Regions from separate parts of the Zea mays genome. Here region 2 is linked to region 1. Evidence: chromatin contacts called from public Hi-C data. All regions are on one chromosome and are shown on one strand. Each heading gives the region's core, a stretch centred on a gene start, on an enhancer-like site or on the middle of the called end of the contact. The rest is flanking DNA. Distances are from core to core; before and after follow the strand shown.

Evidence for each region. Hi-C and Micro-C count contacts between places; a contact is called where the count stands out from the background.
Region 2: a Hi-C map of leaf shows a contact between it and region 1, with 6 times the contacts expected there. The contact joins the promoter of LOC542179 here to the enhancer-like site in region 1. A contact is called at or near these places in 3 of 25 Hi-C or Micro-C datasets (bundle sheath, ear and leaf).

The regions. Positions count from the first base shown.
Region 1 is chr5:42,014,863-42,017,527 of Zm-B73-REFERENCE-NAM-5.0, reverse strand. No RefSeq gene overlaps it. Among protein-coding and RNA genes, the nearest start is that of LOC100216995, 34 kb to the left of the region's middle. Within about 2 kb of position 1,352, at least 10 of the 20 cell types and tissues checked have an H3K27ac peak or open chromatin away from gene starts, as enhancers often do. A contact at or near this core is called in bundle sheath and leaf, where this site is marked.
Region 2 is chr5:42,244,734-42,247,398 of Zm-B73-REFERENCE-NAM-5.0, reverse strand. It overlaps LOC542179 (U1 snRNP), which reads left to right and starts at 1,293. Exons shown (of 10, transcript NM_001358412.1): 1 at 1,293-1,472; 2 at 1,567-1,681; 3 at 1,770-1,849; 4 at 2,388-2,463; 5 at 2,549-2,613. The coding sequence starts at 1,374.

The sequences.
Region 1 (2,665 bases), core at 103-2,602:
TTCGTTCCGACGTGGCACACACGCACAAGGGCGAAGCTAACAACTTTGGCTCCCTGAATAAGATGTGTGTCAACATATCAACAAAGAAGAATGGGAAGAGAACCTGGAAGCTTGATCAACACGTTTGCTTAGGAAAAGACGATAATATCCTTAGTTGATCTTGTAGTTCATATGTATAGGGTTGAGGGCATGACTGTAATTTTATACGAAGTTGTACACTAACTCAATAGTATAAATAGAGGTACAATGGCATACAAACATAGGTCATGGTGGGAGAGATCTGGATCGCTCTACCTACGAAGCTATGATTTCTTTACCTTCCTATCGTTATCTCAACCCCGAATGTATATTTGTAATAATTTGTAATCAAGAACAAATAATAAAGAAAATGTATAGTAATAACTTGTCTAGAGTACTTCTATTCTTTTATTTGGAGGCTTTTTTATTGCAATAATACTCTTCATTTAATCTATCTCATAAATAGATTGCATGGACGAAGACTTTTACTTCTAACTGTGTTTCCGTGTTTTAGTCCCCTGAGGGCTCAAAACAGGTGTCCAACAGAAGGTAACAGGACATAGCCATTGGTTACTTATCTTGCACACGACTCCCTCCGTTCTATAAAGTTCCATAAAAGTGTCATTTTCATTTTTCAAATATTTTTAACTTTGATCAAATATATGAGAATATATTGATATGTATAGTGTACAACTGGTATTACTAGATACGTCGCTGAATATTTAGTGTATAATAGGTAGCACTAGATATGCCACTAAATACACTTTTATAATAAACAAATTTAGAGATATAATGTAATTGCATTCTATATAAATTTAGTTAAACTTAAGAAAGTTTGACAAACACGAATCTCGTAGCAATACTTAATTTGGGACATATCGATTATTCTAGAACAATCAATCCTTATTGGAGCATCATTGTCGATTGCTCTATAGCCTAGTGATTAATTTTCACCACCTGGTCATAGGATTTAGATACTTGGCGGGATTATATGTCTCTCAATCCTCGTGCAACCAAACAAGTCCAGAAGGTTTAAAAACTCTTGACTATATATCATGTAGGCATGGTTGTCTAACCAGGCATTATATCCATCACTGAAACCCCATTTTACGCTCTTCCAAAATTTGAATAATTCCATTTGATTTTTAAATTTATTTTTGTCTATCTGGTAGCCTCTCTCTATCAACGTATATATAGGCATTGATAAAAAAACCAATAGCCCTTTACTTCAAAAAAAATAAAAAAAACCAATAGCGAATTGATGAGATGGAGAACGAACGATGAGGACACCAATGAATACGTGCGCTGACTGGTAGGTACATGAAGCACATGCCGTCCACCCACCTATGGTATCGTCGGTGCCTCGGTGCGTCGCCATCATGGAAAACGAACCTCTTGCAGGGGGCAAACTTTGGTATCTGTTGAGCAGCAATCAACGTACATGCATGATTGATCGAGCGGTCAAGCAATTTTGACAATTGTTGAAACACTTCTATCCACTTAATATTACATATCTCCACAACGTAAATGCAATTGGGCATTTCCTCTTTTATTTTATTTATATATAGAGAGAGTGTGTAAACCGTGAAAGGAAACATTTTGACCTGTTCTTCTCACCAATCATGCGAGCAACAGTACTTCGATTGGATGGATGCGCCAATAGATCAGGGACGCGTGGCGCCCCTGCCTGCGTTCTGGTGTCTCGTTTGAGTTTGCCGCCGACTACAAATAGCTTCATCTCCTACTCATTCGGAGTAACTGCGGAGTTGTGCTAGAACTACTACGAAAGCACGTGCCATGAGCCCCTGACGCCTACGACTACGGCATCGTCAAGCAGGCGCTCGTCCAACTTAAATCTCTACTACTCTATAAACACGGTGTGTAGGCATTCATACCGTGCGTCGTGGTTCTGCCTCCGTCACCCGTCAATCAAGTGAGTCCTCGTCGTGAATGTCTCCTCCCGCCCGCGACGACCTCGACAGCGAGCGCGGCGCTGCCGGCATCGACATGTCCCCCGACCGCGACGAGCAGTTCGCCAGCTACCACGTCCAAATCCCGGCCACGCCCGACAACCAGCCCATGGACCCGGCCATCTCCGCCCGCGTGGAGGAGCAGTACGTCTCCAACTCCCTCTTCACGGGCGGCTTCAACAGTATCACGCGCGCGCACCTCATGGACAAGGTCATCGACTCAGAGGCCAGCCGCCCACAGATGGCGGGGGCCAGGGGCTCCTCCTGCGCCGTCAACGGCTGCGACGCCAATGTCATGAGCGACGAGCGTGTTGACGACATCCTCCCCTATGAGTGCGACTTCAAAATCTGCGCCGAGTGCTTCGCCGACGCCGTCAAGAACGCTGGTGCCATCTGCCCCGGGTGCAAGGAGCCATACAAGAACATGGAGCTTGACGACGTCGTTGGCGCTGCCGCTGATGCCACAGCCGGGGGCAGGCCTACGCTCTCGCTGCCCTCGCCGCCTGGCGCCGTGAAGCGTCCCGATCCTTTTAGACTCAAATGTGATACAATTACTAGTCCCAGGAGGCTAGTGTTGGGGACCTTCGGCATCCGAAGGTCCTCAAAAACAGGATTTAACAGTATTTCTGGAGCATAATGTGTGAACAGGTATCTTCGGACTCAGGTCGGCATCACAG
Region 2 (2,665 bases), core at 44-2,543, 230 kb before region 1:
GGTGAATTATAGCGGAGCAACTCCCAAAGAATCCCGAGAGCGGCCAGTTCGCGAGTGCCTTGGCCTGGGCACCGGACAGTGTCCGGTGCGCCACTATCAGCACTAATGCTTGTCTTTGCTCTAAACTTTGTTGAGTTCATAACTTATTTTCTTTGTTGGTTTGTGTTGATTTTTAAGCACCTGAGATAAATAACAATTAGGCAAACTAGTTAGTCCACGTGGTTTGTGATGGACATCAAACACCAAAATCAATTATGGGAAATGATTAATCTCATTTCCCTTTCAGAAAAGGCTTAGGTTGGGGATCAAAAGGGAGGAGGGAGTTGTACCATCGCCGAGTAGGACAAGCTCAAAGGAGACGCCAGGCGGCCTCGAGTTCATTGGCGACAGCGAGGCGGGGTCTTTCACGACAGGCGGCCTCAAGCCCATAAGCACGTCGAGGTCTTCCATCGCGCGGCACCGCGATGAGTGCCGGGTAGAAGGACACTTGCGCGACGACGACGTGTGGGGGTGGGGGGTAGCGTGCGCATCTGGGTGGTGGGAGCGTGGCGGTCACGGACCTATGTGTGGGTGGGGAGCGCGGTAGCCACGGAGGCGGGGGCATGGTGTACTCAGTGTGGATGTCCACGCTCAGTCCTTATAGAGTAGTAGAGACTGGAAACTTCTGGACGCTAAAATTCTCCACTACAAATTATCATGTGTAAGAAAATTTTACCACACTTTTATAAACCATTTACGAATGAAACCAGTATAATAGGAGAAAGATCTTAGCATGCCCCTATTTGTTTCGGCTTCTGGCAGCTTCTGGCCACCAAAAGCTATTGCGGACTGCCAAACGCTCAGCTTTTCAGCCAGCTTCTATAGAATTCGTTGGGGCAAAAACCATCTAAAATCAACCTAAACACATAATCGGTTGAGTCGTTGTAATAGTAGGAATCCGTCACTTTCTAGATCCTGAGCCCTATGAACAACTTTATCTTTCTCCACACGTAATCGTAATGATACTCAGATACTTCCCACAGCCACATTCTCCCCATAGCCAGATTTTCAAGTTGGTCAGAAAAAAGCTGAACCAAACATGCCTCATAGATTGCCACATATATGGCTAGCCAAAACTATCTAATCTAGCAATGAAACTCGGGCAAGCGCGGCACCGAAAACAAGTCAGGGAGCAGACGTCCAAACAACCATCCGTTTCGTGTCCGTTGTGTCGGGACCCTGCCGCGTGGGCCACTTCACGGTCTTGACCTAGTCCCGTGCGTTCGTTGCTGGGCCGCCTCGACCGCAACAAAGACTACAGGGGGGAGACACATCTCTCCCCACCTCGCTTCGCACCTCTCCAGCCGCCGCCTCCTCCTTCGCCGGCGTCGACGATGGGTGACTATGGCCACGGCGGGGGGCAGATGCGGGGCAACCCGGACTCCCGCCCCAGGGGCCAGGGCCAGCGCCCTAACGTCCAGCAGCTCAAGCTCGTAAGCCACCGATCCCCTCGTCTCCCCTGCTAAACCCTAACCCTAGCTGCCTGATTCGTCTCTGATCCGTGGTTTGGTTTCACCTCGCTCGCAGATGGGGCAGATCCACCCGACGGGGCTCACGCCCAACCTGCTTAAGCTCTTCGAACCGCGTCCACCGCTCGAGTACAAGCCCCCGCTGGAGAAGCGCAAATTGCCGGCCTACACCGGTGAGTCGACGGATTTTGGGATTGTCTAGTAGATGTTTTCAAGGGTTTGCTCACCGATTGTTTGGTGTGGCTACTGATTTGGATGCAGGGATGGCACAATTTGTGTCGCACTTTGCTGAGCCCGAGGATCCAGAGTATGCTCCGCCAGTACCCAAGTGTGAGACCAGGGTATGTTTTTGTCTATATGCTGAGTGTCATAGGTTTGCCTGCTATCATATCTGTACAACGTTCTCTAATCAGACTTTGTGACTTGGTTTCTGAGGTAGTCGAATTACACCACAGTGCTAGTGTGCAACTGGATGGTGTGCCAAGTATTTTTCGTAAAGAATTACATATTGTTAGAACAGTAGCTTCCGAAACCTGCTTGTAGCACACGATATCTACTGAGCGCATGATATTTTGGGCATTTCTGGTCAACTTTAGTAGTTGCTTCTGCTACAAAAGCATGCATGGTTTGACTATGTTCTGGATTTTCAATGTTTTGAGATGATATCATGCATTCAACTGTGTGAAGGCATTGTCACATTTCTTTCTGCTGAGATCACATGGGCCTAAATCATTCTTGAACTGCACAAATTCTCTCTCTCTTAATAATGCATTGGATCATATCTTACTCAATTTTGGGGCATATCTTAGCATTGTTCTACCCTTTACTATTTTATTTTATCCTGCACCTGATTATTATATATATGCTCTATATATGCAGGCAGAGAAGAAGGCTAGAATTCGCAATAATAAGCTCGAGCAAGGCGCAGCTAAGGTTGCTGAAGAGCTTCAGAAGTGTACGTCCTTAGGGCATGGTGTCACCCCAATTATTTTAAAGTTATGGTTGTAATAACATCATTGTTCTGATTTGGTTTTATGCAGATGACCCACAAAGTGACCCCAATGCTACTGGAGATCCATACAAAACACTCTTTGTTGCTAGACTTGTAAGTAATTTTGCCTGAAATTATTGGCAGTTTGGCACATTCCTTAGTCCTT